2 separate regions of the Danio rerio genome follow, and region 2 is linked to region 1. A link is a contact called in public Micro-C data. All regions are on one chromosome and are shown on one strand. The core of a region is the stretch at or near the end of the contact, and the rest is flanking DNA. Distances in the headings are between cores, read along the strand shown.

Region 1 (4,690 bases), core at 1,609-4,108:
TGCTGGTTTATCTAGGCATGAGACGATAACTGGTTTCAAAGTATACCACAGTTTTTAAAAGATAAGATTTTAAAACCGCCAAAATGTTCTATTATACTCTAAAGCAAATGTAAGGGTTTTAATGTATTTTGATGTTTTGTAACAAATCTGTGTTTTTGAAACTAATGAAGAGAGCAGGGGGGGACGCGTTGGCGCAGTAGGTATGTCACCTCACAGCAAGAAGGTTGCTAGTTCGAGTTTGCATGTTTTTTTCCTCCCGGTGCTCCGGTTTACCTCGAAAGTGCAAGGACAAAGGCTAAATTGTCCGTAGTGTATGTGTGTGATTAAGAATGTATGGGTGTTTCCCACTAAAGGGGTTGCAGCTGGAAGGTCATACGCTGCGTAAAACATATGCAGGATAAGTTGGCAGTTCATTCCGCTGTGGCGACCCAAGAATAATAAAGGGACTAAGTTGAAAAGAAAAGAAATAAATGAAGAGAGCAGAAGTCAATGATTTATTTTAACCATTTACCCTGACACGTTTCCTAAAATATAATATTTTGTGTGGAGAAAAAAAAAAAAGATGTATTTTTGTTTTGCCCAGACACGTAAAAAGTGCTTATTTTAGAGCATTGATCACAATACTATGATAGCATGAAACATGGTATTTTTATCCAAGGTTATCATGCCTTCAGAATCGTATACCTAGATGTTACTAGTAAACATAAAAAGGTAACTTAACTACTTGTTATTTATTAAAATATGTAAAGGGAACTATGCCTATAGAGTTGTGTTAATAACTAAATATTTACTGTTTCAGCTATTTTGAAAATATTGTGTGCAGTAATTTCTTTCGTGGAATTTTAAATGTCCTTATATCAGCTAGTGGCTATTTTTAAGACCCATTTTCATGTTTTCTAACTACAAATCACAATGTTTATTCAACTTGTACCTCTATTGAACTGTTGCTTGTAAAACTAAAACCAATTGGTATCTTAAAGAGCTATTTGTACATAATTTAACCCATAAAACTCACTTCTATGGTTTAAATCAGGGCACACCAATCTCGATCCTGGAGGGCCGGTGTCCCTGCAGGGTTTAGCTCTAACTTGCTTCAACACATCTGCCTGGGTGATTTAAGGTTACCTAGTAAGACCTTGATTAGCTTGTTCAGGTTTGTTTGATTAGGGTTGGAGCTAAAATCTGCAGGACACCAGCCCTCCAGAAACAAGTTTGGTGCCCACTGGTCTAAATTAATGTATTGAGGTTGCTTCAGCAATTGTTAAGTTACACACTTCAGTAAAATCACTTCAGTAAAACATCTGTGGGTTACAATTTTTTTTTCAGTTTAGCAGAATGGGTGCCTGACTGAATACCAACTAGTCATTATTAAAAAGTATCTAATTCAATATATAATTATTTATTACCAAAAAAAAAAAAAAAAAGACTTATACGTGCTAGTCTTAAGTAATAATAATAACAACAACAACAACATGATTACAAGAGGCAGGCTGGTTAATAAATATGTTATAACCATATATACTGTTTTAATTATTTTGTAAATATTGTTTAAAATAAATTTCATTGAAAGCCATTTAAACAGCATCCTATCATCCAGTGGCCATGGAAAAGCCCATCTGGAGGTTTCTCTGGATGGAGGTCCTGCCTGATGACAGTGCTGTGTGGAGGGGTTTCCTCCTGCTCTCTCCTGCCAAGCGTTTATTGGTGGAACAGCAGGAATTCCATGAGGATGTCCTGACCTTCATCACTTTCACAGGCAGACACACAGGCGGAGGATCGAATTGCATTCTCTAGAATCTTCCACATAAGTGATGCGAGTCTATCAGATCCATAACACCAGAACCTACGGTACCGTGACGTGACAACATTTCCCTCATCAACCGAGCATCTACGCGTTTTCTGAAGGCATAGCCCTTGCTAAAACATGCAGCCTCTAAAGAAGACGATGCGTTGATCGATTTGTTATGATTGAGTGGGTCTTACCTGTGGGAGCAACAGCTGCTGGGTCAGGAGTGACTCGGTTCGCCAGATGACTCGTGAGTGAACTCTCCAAACCCAATACCGCAGAGATGACGAGACCACGCAGCAACAGAACCGCTGCCGCCGACAAGAAAGTCATTGTGTGCAAAAAAAGCTTTCAACCAACAATGAATCAATAAATAAACAAACAGAGACCACACAGTGTTTTCACCCTGCGGATTGTCAAACAATCACAAGTGTGATTTCAACAGTAGTTACACAGAAAGCAGCGAAATGAAAACAACACAAACCGATATCCAACCTGTGTTACTAAAACAAAAGGTAAAGTAGCCCCAAAAAAGAAGTAATCCAACCTAAAAAAACGAGCTAAAAATGCATCCAGACTGTCCAAGACGTCAAAAGAAGATCGCGAGGTAAAACTCCATCCAAAAGAGATGGTCAACTCTTCTAATATGACACATTGAAATAGACATCAGAGCATTCAGACATCAGACACCGAACTGGCTTGGATGATCTGCCTGTATCCCACTTTAGGATCCAAACAGACACGACAAGGAATCCCCTGTCTTAAATCAACACCCACGGGAGATGAAAACACGCATTTTCCTGCTACAGATCGAGCCAATATCCCAATTCTACACTGGAAGTCTGTTACATCCACAGGAGCCGGCGAATATCCAGCATAGTAAACGCCTCTGAGAGCGAAAGTGTCAGATCCCAATGTGCCGTTTAATCCGAATCCAGCGGGACCGTCCGAAATACACGCGTGTGCCGTTCATGTCCAAATATCAAGCGAGTTGAAATGTCAAGTCCGCATATCTGCGCCTGACACGAGGGCTCAGGTCTGCCCCAGTGTTTTGCTAGTTGATGCAGAAACTAAATTCAGGGGGCGGAAGTCCGTATGCAAATCATTTGACAACAGGACGCCGCCGGCTGTTTGATTCCGGCGTTCTCGCCTTAAACTCTCATATGACTCAAAAGGCAGTAGCCGGTGCTTGGAGTGAATGGGGCTGTGCGGCAACAATGAGCGGTGTGTGCTTGCCTTCACTATCGGTATGCACAAAGAAAAGCACTAAAGTTCCTCGGGAATGCTGGCGCCACCCGGATACAGCCCGCGCTATTGTTCATCACTTCCCACTTTTATTTCTCCCATCGCGGACACGCACTAATTTACAGTCAGGAAATCTTCCAAGTTTTCCTCCTCGCCGTGGCCTGTGATTGGCTGAACGGTCCCAACATGGCAGAATCCTATTGGCTGAGGGCGGGAGAAAGACGTGAGCTTTGAAAAGACAGACCGCGGTCTGGAGCAGGCAGGAAATAATAGCCGCTCTCTTTGGGTTCTGGGATGATCTTCACCTGGAATATTTTACAGGTGAAGCATTACAGGGAGTTTTCCCGACAAATGTGGACGTGGTTTACCAGTTGCAAGTTTATTGTAATTATACATTTCTTTAAATCACATTTTTCTTTATATAATATGGCATGAGATACAGTATAGGCCTATTCCAAGAGCAAATTTAGGATTTTCAAAAAAGTGTGTGTGTGTGTGTGTGTGTTTGTGTGTGTGTACACATACTTAAATATTAATACACTTATATTGCATTGTATACACTTATTTGTGTATTGACTAATATGGTAGGGTTGTATACTAATCTAGCAGTATTCCACGGTTGCATAGACAGGCATAGCCATTTGAGTTGTCAATGTTTTCGTAAAAAAATTTAAAGGGGATTGAGGCGATAATTTAGTTTTAGCTTCAAAAAATCAACATGAGCTAATCGCGAAAGTTTTAGTGGGGTGAGTAGTAATAAGGGGGGTTAAAGCCCCCCTAAAAGTGGCCTGATGACACCCATGACCTACTTTAAATATATTAGGGATAGTTCACCACAAAATTAAAATCCAAAAATCAATTTGCAATTCTTCAATGTATCTTCTTTTGTGTTAACAAATCTAACTTGTATGGAACAAGTAGGGTAAAGGGTGAGTAAATGCCTTCAATATTTTTGAGTGAACTATCCCTTTAAATTGGATATTAAATCATTAAAATATATTTAAAAAATAAATAAACAATAAACAGAGTCAGAGCCGGAGTGGGACTCCCTTTTAGCTCTGGAGTTTCAAGCCTTAGACCAGCCCACCTCAGTCAACAACGACTGACAATATTAAAATAACGTTATTTCCAATTCAGTTTCTAATGACACTAACACGTCTTTTTCAAGGACACAGCTGCTTCAAACATTTTTTCATAAATATGAGAACATTAATTCTTTATAGATTTCCAGTCCTTTGTAACGGTCGTCACACACACACACAAAAATATGTACCCCTACATAAGTAACCCAAACAGTATTATATGTCTTAACACTAAAAATGAAAAAAAAAAAAAAATTATCCTGGTGAGGGTCGAACTCAGATCGGCGGCTTTGTAACGCAACATGCTAACCACTAGACCAAGATATCATTGTTAAGATGATGTGTTCAGGATAAAAAAATAAGTATTGCACTGTTATCTGCTGCTATTGATGTCTACTCTTTTTCTCCCCTTTTTAGATTTATGATCAAGTTATGTCAGATTATTAATGTAGTGAATCATCTGATTTTCATTGAGCAGGTGTAATATTCATTAATATTAATTAATATTCACTAAGGTGCCGCTGTTTAGGGTGGAATGATAAATAAATAAATAAAAAGAGCAGGGCTGCGGCAAAAT
Region 2 (4,690 bases), core at 1,202-3,701, 46 kb before region 1:
GTGTAAGCTACAGTCTCTGGACTTGCTGCATCACAGACACAAATATTTTAACATTTTATGAAAAAATGTATAGCTTTCTGGCCATTTAATATTAGGCATGGAAATATGTTGTGTGATTTTCAAAAGTTTTACAACACTTTGTAAAAGTTTATTATTACCAATTGTTGAGTCTCCACCTACATTCTGATAGAGTGCTTGGACCCGGAATCTGAATTGTGAAGTCTCACTTAACAAGTGGATATAGCATAAAAATTAAATAACATTTTTATTTCAACTAAAGTTTATTAAAAGATATAAAACATAATAACATAATAAAACAAAATATCTGACAAATGGGTGAAACCTAATGCTGCGTTTACATCGGACATGGATGAAGTGTCAAGCGTGAGTGATTTACAAGTTAGGTCATTGCAAAAATGTGATTAGACATCCCGTACCGCAATGAGTGCTTTGCACCTTTGACACGCTTAATACACATATTGTTTGTTTTCTGTGAATTACTACTGTTGGAAAATAAATAAATTCTATCATGCACCTCACAGTACACCAGTTCCTGATTCCTCCTGATTACACCAACACACAGCTGGTAACTCATCGTACACTGATTACCTGGACTTTATGTTCACCTCTCACACACACATTGCTGAATCTTGTTTATTTTTATTTACATTACAAAGCATGTTTCCTAGTTTGTCTTGCTGTGTTTTGATCCTTGTCTTGTTTTCCGTTTAGATTCTATGCTGCCAAGCCTGACCTATTGCCTGATTATCTCTGTTACTGTTTGCTCCTGTTTTTGACTATTGCCTGCAAGACTTCTCTTTTAATAAACTGATTTCTTGTCTGTTGTACAATGTCCTCCATTATACCAAGTATTTGAAGGATAGCGGTAAAATACAAAACTGGAAAATTAAAGTACCAATTCATTCCAAGAATACATTTCCCCATCATTTTTCCAAGATGCCTTTCTTGTTTAGTATTTTTAAATATTTAGCGGAGACCACAATATACCCTGAATTTTAAATGAGGTAATAACATTGTTTATTTGAAATTAAAACAAAATGTCAAGCTTTCGATTTATCTACACTGCATAAAATAACCAGAAACTATTAATTTCTGATTGTTGTGACTTAAATTCTATTATTCTATTAAATAATAATAATAATACATTTTATCATTATTATTGTTATTTATGTTTTTAATTGCACCATGGACCTTGATCTTTCCTCCATCAACTTTTGATGTTGAAAATTTTGAAAAAAAAAAGTGGCTTTCATTGACATGTTTTATTTTTTAGTTTGATGTGATATATTTGCTAATTTGGTGTTGTAAAAACCCGGTAATAAACTGGCAGTACTTTTTCTGTTATTTTACAGACTTAATTTTCAACATATTATTTATTATACAATATATAGTGGTGACGCGGTGGTGCAGCGTGTAGCACGTTCGCCTCACAGCAAGAAGGTCGCTGATTTGAGCCTCAACTGGGCCAGCTGGCATTTCTGTGTGAAGTTTGCATCTTCTTCTCATGTTCACGTGGGTTTCCTCCGGGTGCTCCGGTTTCCCCCACAGTCCAAAAACATGTGGTAAAGGTGAATTGGGCTAAAATTGACCGTAGTGTAATAGTGTGTGTGAATGTCTCCCAGTTATGGGTTGCAGCTGGAAGGCCATCTGCTGTGTAAAACATATGCTGGATAAGTTGGTGGGTAATTCCACAGTGGGGACCCCATATTAAAAAGGGGCTAAGCCAAAAAGAGAATGAATGAATTAATAATATATAGTTCCAAACCACTAAAACTTTAGTAATATTCACTTTGATAAAATTCACAGTTGAACTTTAATCACCAAAGTCGACAGAGCAGAGGTCAACATTCAGTAATACCTTTCACAATAAATACCAGACCAGCTAATTAACAGATTTTTTTTTTTACAGTGTATCCACTTGCTGTGAAGTGAAGAAACAAAAATATTGTACATTATCATCTAATATTTCAGTAGTGCTCAGGCCCGTGCAGAGACTGTCCAAAGGGCATGTGCAGGATAATTTTTTATTTATTTATTTATTTGGCGCGCGCGTTCTGATCACTGGTGTTGTCGCGTGCCTAACGAAGGGCGGGAGGGGGTGTGTCGCGGGGACACTTTTGATCATTTTGGAAGGGCACTTTCTATCCAAGACTAAAAAGGGCATGTGCACTGCACAGGTTGAGCTCTATGTGTGCACATGCCTGGTAGTGCTACTATTCTCATAGTAAAAACACAAGAAATGTGCTCTGTGTTCTGAGGAGCAAACTGATCTGTGTTACGTTCCTACTGTACACAAAGTGTTAAACACAAACTGCACAAAGACAAATAAACTATGTGGCATTCATTTTCACTACTGCTTTTATTGGTGAGAGAACTTTTTGTTTCTAATGACAGAGAAGTGACAGCTTTTCCTCGTAAAACACACCCTTTCTAAGCACTCAGGGTTGGTCTGTGGGCCTTCTTTGTACAGTTAAGACCTGCAGAGCAACAGCCTCCCTCTGTATGAAAGGAGAGAGTTTCTCATGAGAGAATTTGTAATGATTAAATTTAATAGAACATGTTAAAACATAGTAGTAGTGCTAAAAAAGTAAAAAAATAAATGAATAAACAAACCGAATATTTAACTATCAACATTCTAGTGTTCATTTTTAGCAACCTAGTTTCTAACTCTAATATGTCTGAGTGTATCTCTCTCTCTCTCTATGACCCTGAAGAAGCGGGAAAGTCCCTGAAACGAGAGGCTGCTGCTATTCCTTTCATCTGAAATATCCCTTCATCTCCTCACCCATGAACAGCACTACTTCAGGCTTTCATAATACATGTCATTCATCTGATCTGAATGTGCCAGCTACATTCAAATACTCACTGTGGAGTCAACACAACACAAAAATATGAAAAGAAACCATCTTGTAAAGTAGTATTACCTAATATATATTGACATATATACAAATATTCATATGCATACGTATACAAATAATTCATTTACCAACGCATATATGCTAAGATGTTTTATTTATTTATTATTAACATATACAGGGTGGGCCTCCAAAACACCCCAAAGTGTTTGAATAATATTTAGATCTGGTGATCGTGTAGGCCATTGGAGATATTCAACTTCTGGGCTGCGCAAATCTAGCATAAGTACTCGGCCAAGAAAATGCCATGATATTGCAGCTCAAACCATTACTTATCCACCCCCATGCTTCACTCTGGGCATGCAGCAATTTGGGTGGTATGCTTCTTTGGGGCTTCTCCACACCGTAACTCACCCGGATGAGGGAAAGACAGTTAAAAGTCGACAGTACATGTTTTACACTGTCCACACCCCAAGATTTTCACTGCTAGCACCAATGTTTTTCATCGGTACAAGTGACCAAATTTTGTCGATGCATATTGATGATGAAAACCCTTTGTTGACTTTGTTCAGGGAGAAAAAAAAAAAGATAAACCCTGGCTTATGAAAAAAAAAAAAAAAAAGCGGCCAGACATGGTGAAAAATATGTGCGTTAGTCCAATGCAGGAAAAGAAATGGCACACATTGCGTTTTCCATGTGGTTTTAGAAACGGTATGTGAATAGCCCCATAAAGAGTTATAAATATAATAATCTAGGGTTGGGTGATGTTGACCAATTTGGCATCGTACGATGTCTAATGGAAAACAATGCGATGGACGACATCGTCGTTGTAGGCGGGGGGTGCAGGTCGTTGTTAAATATAAATTCATTTCACAACACATTAATTAATTGTAGCCAACCGTTTTCACTACCTGACCCACAAGGTGTTTGCTTCATCCATAACCAAACCATAAAAGTTACACACAAATTACCACCTGTTAATCATATATAATCATGTAATATATATACACACACACACACACACACACATACACACATTGGGATTTGAAGATGAGTTTTATAGCTGTTTACCAGAGACAAATGTACCAAAATGTAAATGAAAAGCTAGACAAAAGGCAAAAACTGGTCAGGTGTAAACAGGGCCTATGCCACAAACAATTAAGGCAGTTGCAGAGCCAAAAGACAGTCCAACCCAGTATAATAGTTTCCTATGGCAGGCTTTACAAGGTTAATAAGTATTTTAGATAGTAAGTTTAAATGGAACCTCAATGTAAAGTGCTACCATATGTTCTCTTGTGCATCTTGTGAGTTGTACACCATGGCAAACTCTCATGATAGACATGAATAGCAGTTCTCCAATATACTGTAGACAACAGTTCCTCCACTGATGTCTAAGAAATTCACTTGGCATCATTGCCTGATTGTTACATCATTACTAAAGCAACTGATGCAAACAAACCTGATGCAGATTTTCTAACAAACTAATCTGATATCGTCATGTGAAAAAAGTATAGTTGTGCATGTGGGAATGTAGACTGTTGTAGTCCTCGTTTTCGCTGGTGATACAATCACCATTATCTGTCAACAAACTGCATCACCTGACCTCCCATCCAAGTGTAGGCTCTGCACTTTTCTAATCAAAGCTACCGGACTACAGCCGCACATGTGCCAAGAACTGTGCTGTGGATTGAAGCTATTATTATTGTAAATAATGTTAAATTTATTACAATTACCAATTGTTATGCTTCACAAGACCCTAGTGTCATCAGGGGCTATGGCCATTAATTTGGACTTTTATTGCATGTGTTTATTTT

What was found. Hi-C and Micro-C count contacts between places; a contact is called where the count stands out from the background.
Region 2: a Micro-C map of caudal fin shows a contact between it and region 1, with 8 times the contacts expected there. The contact joins the enhancer-like site here to the promoter of stim2b in region 1. A contact is called at or near these places in 2 of 18 Hi-C or Micro-C datasets (caudal fin and an unstated tissue).

What each region holds. Positions count from the first base shown.
Region 1 is chr7:65,367,968-65,372,657 of GRCz12tu, reverse strand. stim2b (stromal interaction molecule 2b) reads right to left here and starts at 2,858. Exons shown (of 12, transcript NM_001435951.1): 1 at 1,984-2,858. The coding sequence starts at 2,119.
Region 2 is chr7:65,413,137-65,417,826 of GRCz12tu, reverse strand. The region is part of intron 1 of stim2b (stromal interaction molecule 2b); the gene reads right to left. Among named protein-coding and RNA genes, the nearest start is that of stim2b, 46 kb to the right of the region's middle. Within about 2 kb of position 2,451, at least 6 of the 62 cell types and tissues checked have an H3K27ac peak or open chromatin away from gene starts, as enhancers often do. A contact at or near this core is called in caudal fin, where this site is marked.